Linked DNA regions of Mus musculus: all the other regions are linked to region 1. A link is a contact called in public Hi-C and HiChIP or PLAC-seq data. All regions are on one chromosome and are shown on one strand. The core of a region is the stretch at or near the end of the contact, and the rest is flanking DNA. Distances in the headings are between cores, read along the strand shown. Region 1 holds the start of Tmem200a (transmembrane protein 200A). Region 2 overlaps Tmem200a (transmembrane protein 200A). Region 3 has its middle 120 kb from the start of Gm9767.

Region 1 (3,278 bases), core at 658-3,157:
TAAAAAGTTTTAAGATGCAGCCTACTTTTCAGTCAAAGTAAGATGCCGTGGTGCCAACAGTCAAGTAAGAAACCAAAGGTCATTTCATGTTTTCATCACGCAGCGAATGGCACACCGATAAAGGAAAGAGCATTAGCACCTCGGGTACCATCTATGCACAAAACGCTATGCAACTTCGTCTGACTTCAAGAAGGAAATAGTTCAATACAAATTGCATTTACCGATTCTTGAAATGGTATCTGCTGTCAACCACTGAAGGTCTTCAGAAAAAAAAAAAAAGACCAGGTAAGCCAGGGTTACTTAGTTTTGAAAAACACCAGACTGAAAAACACAGGGACTGAACCTTTAGCTCATTTATATCTGCATATAGTTAACAAATGGGGAATGATTCTAGTTACTTAACTATATCTACATATTTGTCTTTTCTTCTGACGTTATCGATGCCTAGGGTAAAAAATGAATTGTTTCGTGTACACACACACACACACACACACACACACACACACATTCCAAAATAACAAAAGCAGCAAACATAGAATGCCCAAGCCTTCATAATGCATAGTGTTGGCGTGAACACGCAATTATTGCAAAACAATTAGTGAAGCAAATCTTACGAGTCCTTTCTTAGGCAGTCTGTGGGGAGGAGAGTCGTGCTGAAGCCTATAGACAATTACCCCTCTTCGTTTTGCTTATGCAGGTAGGATCACACTGAAATACTGATCTAGGGAACCCTGTTCACACTTTTGTCTACCATAAATTAACGCCGTAGACCCTCACAAAGATTGCTGACTCTGGAACCTTAGACAAAGGAGGGTGTAGCTCCAAGACGCGAAGCCAGGCGCTCTCAGAAGCCGGCTGCTCACAGGCTGCCCCGCACCACCTCTCCTGTACTCTGGAGACCAAGAAGTCTGGAACTGATGGAGGACTTGGTTCATTCCCCCAAACTTTGGGAGTCATTGTTTCCCCTAACTCTGCGGGCTAAAGCGGAGGGGAGGAGAAGGGGTTTCAGAAACCCGGGGTACAGCTGCAGGGCTCGCCCACCCACCTCTGCACGCCCCGCAGCACCCTGGTGGTCCACTCACCTGTCCTGAGCGCCTGGTCTCGGGGCTCCGGTGGCCTCTCCGGGCTCTTCGCTCTCACAGCTGTCGCGACAGCGTGCGCCTCCGGGGACCAGCGAGGGAGGCGGCGGGGTCGGGGGCGTCAGGAGGAATCTGGGCAGCTGCGGGCAGCCACGGTCTCACTCCCCATCCCCGTGGGGCTCCGGCTGAGGACGCGGTGCGGTCACCAAAGGAAGATGAGTCAGGCCGGGGTGCGGGCGCCCTGACTCGCGCATCTGGGGGACGCGGCCGCCGCCATCGGACGAGCGCAGCCCCTATCCTTCTAGGGTACCGGTGACCGAGGCCAGGGCAAAAGATCGCAGCTAAGGCGTCTCCGCCGCCGCCAAGAAAGACAAAAGGAATGCGGGGCTCGAGGGAAAGTTTTGGGCTTGGTTCCTGATGAATTCTAGCCCCCGAAGCCGCCAAGAGGAGGATCGGGGGCGAGGGCGGGACGGGCTTCCCGGAGCGTCGCCAGCAGCCGGGGACCCAGACGGTGCTAATCGCACCGCCGCCCACGACCCGTGGGAACTCCGCCGGCCCAGTCGCCAAGCTGTGCAAGAGCTGCGTGCAGGACCCACCCTTCCCCCCGGACCCCAACCCAGCTACCCGGCGCCCTGGCTGCAAAGTTGTACTTCTAGCGCCGGGATGGCGCCCATACAAAACCCATTTGGGGAACAAAGTACCGCTTCCAGGCGATCTGCTTCATCTGAAGGCCAGCGGGCGGAAGCGGACACACCCACTCGCTTCTCATCACCGTCGGACGCGAGTTCCAGAACGGGAGATACCTGCCCCTCCTGTCTCAATAAGAACTGGGGATCCCCGGCGGACTCTGTATTTTCTGGAAGAAGGATCCATAGGCCCCTCGGTTCCACGCCCCTCGGATGCTTTCTTATCAGATGCAGCCTGGGAGGGTCGGGGTCCCCCTGGCGGCTGCACGAGTGCTGTGCTAACAAAGTCAGACCTGGACCCCCAAGAGATACTGCACTCCTAGCCCTCAGAGGGTTTAAGCTGCTGGGAAGTTAGTTCCAGTAGAGCAGACTGGTTGGGAAGGGTTCTGGGCATGGGGTTGTGAGGGGCAGGGGCTAATTGTATCCTAAGATGATGAGTCTGAGGCTAAGCTCCAGATATCAAATCCAATGAAGGCTTCAAGTTACCAAAAATTATCAGTGAGAAAAAAAAAAACATGTCCTGTCCATAGAATGAAATAATTGAAATAATAGTCACGTGCAATTCTGCAAGGGACCAAAGCGCCCACTCTGGCTGAAGATCAAGTCAGTAAATAAAGTTTCGTATTCAAATTACTGCGTTGGAGTGTGCAGTGTACAGCAACCGTAGCTGAGCTATGGTTTTGTAAATCCATGAGTTTCTTGGATTTTTTTTTTAACTCATAGGCAAGAGGCAAATATTCTGCTCTGGTGTGTATCTATTTCAATGTGTCAGCTACTGGATTCTGTGGGGAAAAAATCTAGACTCAAGAAAATAAGGCAACCCGTAGAGGCCAGACAGGTCATTAAGATGACACTGGCAATGGAGAAAGACTGTAAAAACGGGCAATAGTGGTTTTAAAAAAAAAATCTTGCTTCAGTATGGAGGTTAAATACTTTTTCTGAAATTTCAGGACCAAATGCTTAAAAAAAAAAAAAAAAGAAAAAAAGAAAGAAAGTAGATGGGATGGGGTAGGAGAAATGAGTCACCTTGTAAGCCATCTGTGGTTTTCTTTTCCTTCCACCTTCATGTGGCTAGTTCTCTTGGCCCAAAGCCATTTGATCAGTTCTCTGAGGTTTTCTAGCACATTTGTCAAGGAACCTTATTAATCGTGTGAGCCTAGTAAGGTTCTACTCGTTGTACAAGAATGCCCTGACTCTTCCTTTCTCCTCAAAGCTCCCAAGAGAACACACTTCCTAGCAAGCCTTCCTGACTTGTAAAGGGGTGGGTAATAGGTTCCTCCCATCCTGCTCTTTTAATGTAGCACAGTGTCTACAATGTACAGGGAAACATTTAAAATGGCAATCCAGACATCACAGGCATCACATGTCCAGGCAGTCTTCAAAGAGAGGCTGATGAGGAAAGACTTCGGGAAAAGATCTAGACTCATTCTTATCACCACTGATCACAATTACCAATCTGAACTTATATTCCAGTTATTCAGTCAAAGAAGAAGGAAGAAGGTGAACTAGATAA
Region 2 (2,974 bases), core at 441-2,940, 79 kb before region 1:
CAAGTAGTTCTCAACCTAGTGCGGGTGACCCTTTAAGATTTAGCTGTTCAGAGATTTAGTCCATTATCATCTTGGCAGGAAGCATAGCAGCAGGCAGGCAGACATGGTGCAGGAGAAGTAGCCCAGTTCAGATCTGCAAGCAGCAGGAAGAGAAAAGCCGATTGACCTGGCTTGGGCTTCTGACATCCCAAAGCTGACCCCCAGTGACACTTTTCCTCCAACAAGGTCACACCCACTCCAACAAAGCCACACCTCCTAATCTCAAATAGTGCCACTCACTAATGATGAAGTATTCGAGCCTACGGGAGCTATTCCTACTCAAAGCACCACAAGCATTGAACTGGCCTTGCTTTTCACCACATGCCTTTGCCAGGCTATGAGGCTTTAGCAGATACAGCCCTTTACCTTGAACGTCTCAGCTCGAGCAACGTACGCCACTCATCCTCTCTACACATTACCTAGATTCTACTGGAATAATGCAAAAGAGCTTAGACAGAGGGGCACAAATTCCAGTTTAGAGTGGTCAGTCCATCCTGATGACTTAGTGTCCTCCCTACAGTTCTCCTTCCTGAAACTATGGCCTTAGGGGTTGGTGGTTCCTACATGAATTTGATAGTCAAATATTCAGTCAAGTAGTTCACAGACAGAGAATTTAGATGAGAAAAAAAACTGATTGAGATTCATTGTGAAAATTAGAAATTAAAAAAAAAATCTATGTTCTCCCAATTCATGGAGTTGCTGCCACTAACTCCATACTAGAAAAAGAGAGCAGAAATGATGAGGTCATAAACAATCTCCCAGGTCACCACAGCATCCCCAGTGTGATTTTCAATATGCTGGCCATGTAGGCATTGGCTGTGCGGTTTCTCTGAAATACTCATGAACTATGTCCCTCAGTGCTAAAGGAGTTTGTGTTTTCAAGATCAGAGAATTCTATCTTTTTATAAGGGAGTCCTGTCTTGTCATTCCTCAATATGGCCTTACTCCATACCTTGTCATTCCTTGCTCTCAGAGAAATCATGGGTTGGGAGAATAAAATTCACCAGTCAAAATGATGCTTTAAAAAGGCCTTAAGTTAGAAAATTTCACAAGAGGCTTAATGTGCAGGAGCCTGTGAATTATGGGATGGCACATTTTGTGCTAATGTGGACGGTGAATTCGATCTAGGAAAGATGGCTTATTTGTAGTATAGAGAGATGACTGTGAAGCCTTCAATGACCTTGGCAGGATGGAAGCATCTGTGTGGCTTGTGGATTTGAGTCTTCTCCAAGCTGTGTGACCGTAACTGAAGAAACTCAAATGGCCATTGCTCTCCAGTCTTTCTGGCCTTCAGGACTCTCATCAGTGTGTTCTGGATTTCCCAGGCCTACTATCACCGAAAAATGATCTTAATATTTCCGAGCAGCTCTCTTTTCAATGCTGCTGCACAAATCATGATGTCCATGCTGCTGAGGACAGGAACTTCTCTGCGGTGAAGGGTGGAAAGCAATCTGTGGTCATGAGTAGTTCAGTTCGGCAGCTGGGACATCTCTACTGAAATCCTGCATGCTGGGTAAATTGGTGACTTTCATAGCAAGGGCTTCCTTTTAACAGTTTAAACCACCTTCCTGTCGGAGATGTAGCAAGTGTAGAGTGTGACAGTTATTGTTGAGAGAATGTCCAGATTTGAAGAGCTGGAATGTGTGGTGGGAAAATATTTTTGCTTTGGGAAAGACAGGCTTCTAATGCCTTCTGTTCCTGCAGAATATGCCTCCCACTGGGTCCCAGCAGGGTGTTTTCTGAGCTCATTATGATTGCTACTTGGCCTTCTGGAGATTTCTGTGTTCCAGGGCTTCATGGCTTTTAGTCCTTGGAGAGTATTTGTTCCATGCTAATTGTTACACAGCTCATAGTTGGTTCAGGCCTGCATTTGATAGTTTGTCAGGCTAGCACATTTGTAGAAACATTGCTGACACAGAACCCATATAGATTTTCAAGCGCATTCTCTCTATGACACATGGTCTGTGAGCTCAAGATGTGCCTGATCACAATGGGTTACCTTTTATGTGTAGTGACTTGAGCGTCAGTCTGCCAATTCACTAAAGACTGCTTTGTTGTTGGTCCACTGTTTCACTTGACTATGGAGCTTTACGCTATACTGAGTAATACCAGCAAAGGTCTCCAGAATAGGAAAACTTGTTGGTGCAGAACTAACATTTTGCAGATTTTCATATTGTATCGTCCTATGGCTTCCTCAAGTCTAGTGTCCCCCAGCTCCCTCGTCCTCATCATTTTCCTGTTTTCACTCTAGTATTCCAGTGGGAACATAACAGTGCCTATAGTACTGTCCAACTGCAAATACCAGATGAACAGGTTGGGCTTTCCTGCCTTATCATTCCTTACATTATGTATTCAATATAACTCTGTAAATCTGAAGAAACAATTAAAAAGAAAAGCAAGCCTTTGTATGAACTCATCTCTTCCTTGCAATATATGGACTTGTGTTTCTCGAGGTAGAAAACCCCAGGCTTCCTGCATCCTTACAGACCACTAATAACTGCACTTGAATAGTTAACCAAACTATACATTGATTTGTTTAATGTGTCTATGTGCATTTGTGCATGAATGTGTGTCTCTGTGTGTGTCTGCATGCATGCATGTGTGTCTGTATGTCTGCTTGTGTGTGTGTGTGTGTGTGTGTGTGTGTGTGTGTGTGTGATGTATGCACAAGCATGCAGGCACATAATACCACAGTGTGCACATAGATGTCAGAAGGTGACTTACAAGAGTAAGTTCTCTCTTTCTACCATCATGGTACTGAGGATGCTCGTGGCTATCAAGTGTTAGAGGAAGGACATGTGTCACTCAATGTCTTCCTCTAGCATCCACATGCAAACCTACTAGTACACATATATGGAAGGAGGCCTTCCATTCTGTTTGCTAATGTTTTCAACTTAGTTTGACTGAACTGCTAGGCACCCATAGAAACTTTCTC
Region 3 (3,192 bases), core at 489-2,988, 120 kb before region 1:
AAGTTCTTTATGACTCAATTACAAATATTCTCTCTTATACAGAGCACACAATAAATAACTCTATGCATCTCTGTGCATATGCATAAGTTACGGAAGGAATACAAGTTAGAGACACTGGAGCAGAGTTCAATAGGTAGGTTGTAGGCTCAGAATTTTCAAAACCTACTTTTAGTAAGGGTTCTCAAATACTTCAACCCCTCTTCTAGCCTACCATCCAAAGATAGGGGAGAAAAGATGGTAAATAGGACAAGGGGATGCAGACCTGTTTCGAAGCAGTTCTTTGGGACAATTACAATCTCTGTTGTCCTGTTCAATAGTGTCAGGATACCAAATGCAAGTCAGCAATGGTGACACAATCCAGCAGAAACTGCCAGGCCTCCAAAGAGTCAGTGCAAGTCAGTGGGAGTGACCAGACCAGCTGGAATGCCAGGAGTTCTCTGCACGTGCCTCTCTCAACAAAGTGAAGACCAGTGATGACCATTGAAGAGCTGAACAGCTGACTATACAAGGCTAGCCCCTTCACTGTCTGTTGAGTCCTATTTATACTCTCTCCAAACACTGCTCGTACTCCCACAGATCTTGCCTCAGCAAAACACCACATGGATGTGCACCACATAGCACAACCAGTAACTTCCACTGTCAGTGGGTCAGGTCCAGGCCCAGATGGTAGAACAGGGCGATGGCAGGCAGGTGACAGGCAGTCACTCAGCTGCATCAATAACTGAGCCAAGCTGGGGAGTCCTTAGTGTTGACATCAGGACTTCCCAAACCTATGATATCACAGAGGCGACAGTGCAACCTACAGACCTGTTATCAGGACAACAGCTACTATATTCCCAGAATCCACTTGGCTCACCTCCCACCTTTACCTGCATTATGTCATTTTCCATATAAATAAGGGGAATGCCCCTCCCTCTCTCTTTTTCCCCCTTCTGTGCCACCTTCCCCCCTCTCTCTTTTTCTCCTCCAATAAACCTCTCACACATGGAACTATTTGGCCCAAAGTACCGTGTTCAGACTTGAGCTGAGATTGTAATGCATCACTTAGTACTTCACACACACACACACACATGCATCACTCACGTGCATATACAACAGGTGATTAGACTGGTGTGAGTCTGTGTCATTGCAATGCTAGGTGTCTATCACTTTCCTTCCAGGAAAGGAAGCTGCAATCTTTACTAGATCTGCTGTGCCCAGTTCTTGGGCCTGATTTTTCTGAAAAGACTTTACATGCCAGCATGCCCTCAAAGTTCTCTCATTCGTCTACAATGAACTGGTGAGGTGACTCACTTTCCACCCTCAGCAATCAGTCTGTGGTGACTGATAAATGGTGCATGTTCTAGGTATGCCCAGGGGCTACAGTCATCTTTCTTCCTCAAAATGGAAGCATAGGGTGCTTTTCAAATGGAGTCTCCTAGAGCCGTGCATGACTTGAAAAACCAAACTTACATATAAGTAGGGCATACTCTGATCTCAACATGAATCATTCTATTGAGTAATATTTTCCCATCTGATGATATACATTGCCTCTGAATGAAGGGATATAGTAAACATTTCAAATATGTGATATGTGAAATGTAAGCGAGTGCTCTGTTTTAAATATCACGCCCTTGATGGGAACAGAGAAATGCAGTTTTTATGTCTCTCCTCCCATCTTCCTTGTAGTGTGTATTCTGAGTACCTTGAAGGTAAACCATCCTCTAGGGCCCAGAGAGATGGCTTAGTGGTTATGAGTGTGCACCGTTCTCATAACAGATGACTCACGTTTGGGTCCAAGAATATACATGGTGGCTCATAACTACCTATAATTCCAGCTTCTGGGGCTTTGACTCCCTTCTGGCTTCAGTGGACACTTGTATGCACACACCTCCATGACACATATACGTAAGTATATGATAAAATAAATCTGTATGTTCAGTTTCTGTAAACTTATAATTCTTTGCAAGTATAGTTGTACTTGTGAACACTTAGAAATTCAATCTGGGCAGCTCTCCTAAGGACCTGAATAGCATTCAACAGTATCCAACGCTTATGACCCTACAAAGTGGCCATTGGTGACTTCACCTGTCTGTCCCTCAGTCACTCTTCCCACCTCTCTCTCTCTCTCTCTCTCTCTCTCTCTCTCTCTCTCTCTCTCTCTCCCTCTCTCTCTCTCTCTTCTCTCTCTCTCTGTCTCTCTGCCTACTACTATAAGGGTTCTAAGAGCATGTTTCTAGGGAGTTGCTCTATAATATAATTCCAACTGTTGGCCAGAGGAGAAAAAAATGTACATAGGCAAATTGAAAGATGCTTGCTTACATGGTTGTTTAAAACCTGCAGAGAAATAGCATTAAGAATCGCATCAGCCCAGACGTAGGCATCACTGCCTGTGCCCAAGCTAAATTTTGGCTACTCATCCTCAATCAGCCAACTAAAAGACTCAAATTAATAATAGAAAGCAAAGAATGGAGATTTATTCAATTTTGCTATGTGAGAGAAAAGAGGTCAGGTGACCCCTTCCCTAATTCCATTTTCAGGATCCCGGAGTGAGATTTAAGTTTAAGTAGATGGCAGAGGGTCTGACATCTAAACATCTGGTCCAGGTATGGTTTCACCTACCTGTGGTGTGAGGCTGCCTGCCCTCCACTGTTCTAGAGAATTTCTAGGAACATCTTTAATACTTACTGAGATACTTATTACTTCTGATGAAGACAGGAATGATCAGAGACATTTCCTCATTTGCAATTCACTCTTGAATTTTATAAATTTTAATAATGTCAGTAGCACTTGACAGATAACTTTGCTTTAAAGAATGCATGATTTTCACTTAGTGTTTATTTCTTTCTCTTGGAGAAGTTATACCTTGATCTCCTCTGGCCATTTCCATGTAAATACAATAGTGATGCATTATGCAAGTTTAAAGCTATGAAAATTTAGATAAAACACTAGGAATTTCTTTAGCTGGTGAAAGTCTATTGGAATTTAAGGCATGATTTCTTGAAATCAGAGAGGAGTGTTGGCTGAGAAAACCCTGTAATCAAAACATCAGAATACAGGTTGGTCGTCAGGCTTCGAACTGATTAAATGGATTCTAGAAATCAGTGATAGGGAAGATTTATGTCTGCACCTTACCATTACAGTCTGGCTTTACCATCTTAACTACCAGAGACCAGACCGGTGCTGTCTTGAAAAATAAACATTACAGTTGCC

What was found. HiChIP or PLAC-seq counts read pairs in DNA pulled down with a chosen protein or histone mark. Hi-C and Micro-C count contacts between places; a contact is called where the count stands out from the background.
Region 2: a contact with region 1 is called in a Hi-C map of ventral hippocampal neurons, with 2.4 times the contacts expected there. The contact joins the enhancer-like site here to the promoter of Tmem200a in region 1. A contact is called at or near these places in 3 of 484 Hi-C or Micro-C datasets (cerebral cortex, nephron progenitors and ventral hippocampal neurons), 2 of 115 datasets of contacts at active chromatin or transcription factors (embryonic stem cells and neural progenitor cells) and 2 of 9 other capture datasets (adipose tissue and embryonic stem cells).
Region 3: a contact with region 1 is called in a CTCF HiChIP or PLAC-seq map of the NIH/3T3 cell line, with 11 read pairs. The contact joins the enhancer-like site here to the promoter of Tmem200a in region 1. A contact is called at or near these places in 6 of 39 promoter capture datasets (the 3T3-L1 cell line, 3T3-L1-derived adipocytes, embryonic stem cells and 2 more), 1 of 15 datasets of contacts at CTCF or cohesin (the NIH/3T3 cell line), 5 of 484 Hi-C or Micro-C datasets (embryonic fibroblasts, embryonic stem cells, nephron progenitors and 2 more), 4 of 115 datasets of contacts at active chromatin or transcription factors (embryonic stem cells and forebrain) and 3 of 9 other capture datasets (embryonic stem cells, liver and pancreatic islet).

The regions. Positions count from the first base shown.
Region 1 is chr10:26,077,056-26,080,333 of GRCm38.p6, forward strand. It overlaps Tmem200a (transmembrane protein 200A), which reads right to left and starts at 1,908. Exons shown (of 3, transcript NM_001358814.1): 1 at 1,781-1,908; 2 at 1,083-1,264. It overlaps Gm9767 (predicted gene 9767), which reads left to right and starts at 1,200. Exons shown (of 1, transcript NR_028030.2): 1 at 1,200-2,392.
Region 2 is chr10:25,997,966-26,000,939 of GRCm38.p6, forward strand. The region is part of intron 2 of Tmem200a (transmembrane protein 200A); the gene reads right to left. Among named protein-coding and RNA genes, the nearest start is that of Gm9767, 79 kb to the right of the region's middle. Within about 2 kb of position 1,691, at least 6 of the 459 cell types and tissues checked have an H3K27ac peak or open chromatin away from gene starts, as enhancers often do. A contact at or near this core is called in ventral hippocampal neurons, where this site is marked.
Region 3 is chr10:25,959,888-25,963,079 of GRCm38.p6, forward strand. No RefSeq gene overlaps it. Among named protein-coding and RNA genes, the nearest start is that of Gm9767, 120 kb to the right of the region's middle. Within about 2 kb of position 1,739, at least 10 of the 459 cell types and tissues checked have an H3K27ac peak or open chromatin away from gene starts, as enhancers often do. A contact at or near this core is called in the NIH/3T3 cell line, where this site is marked.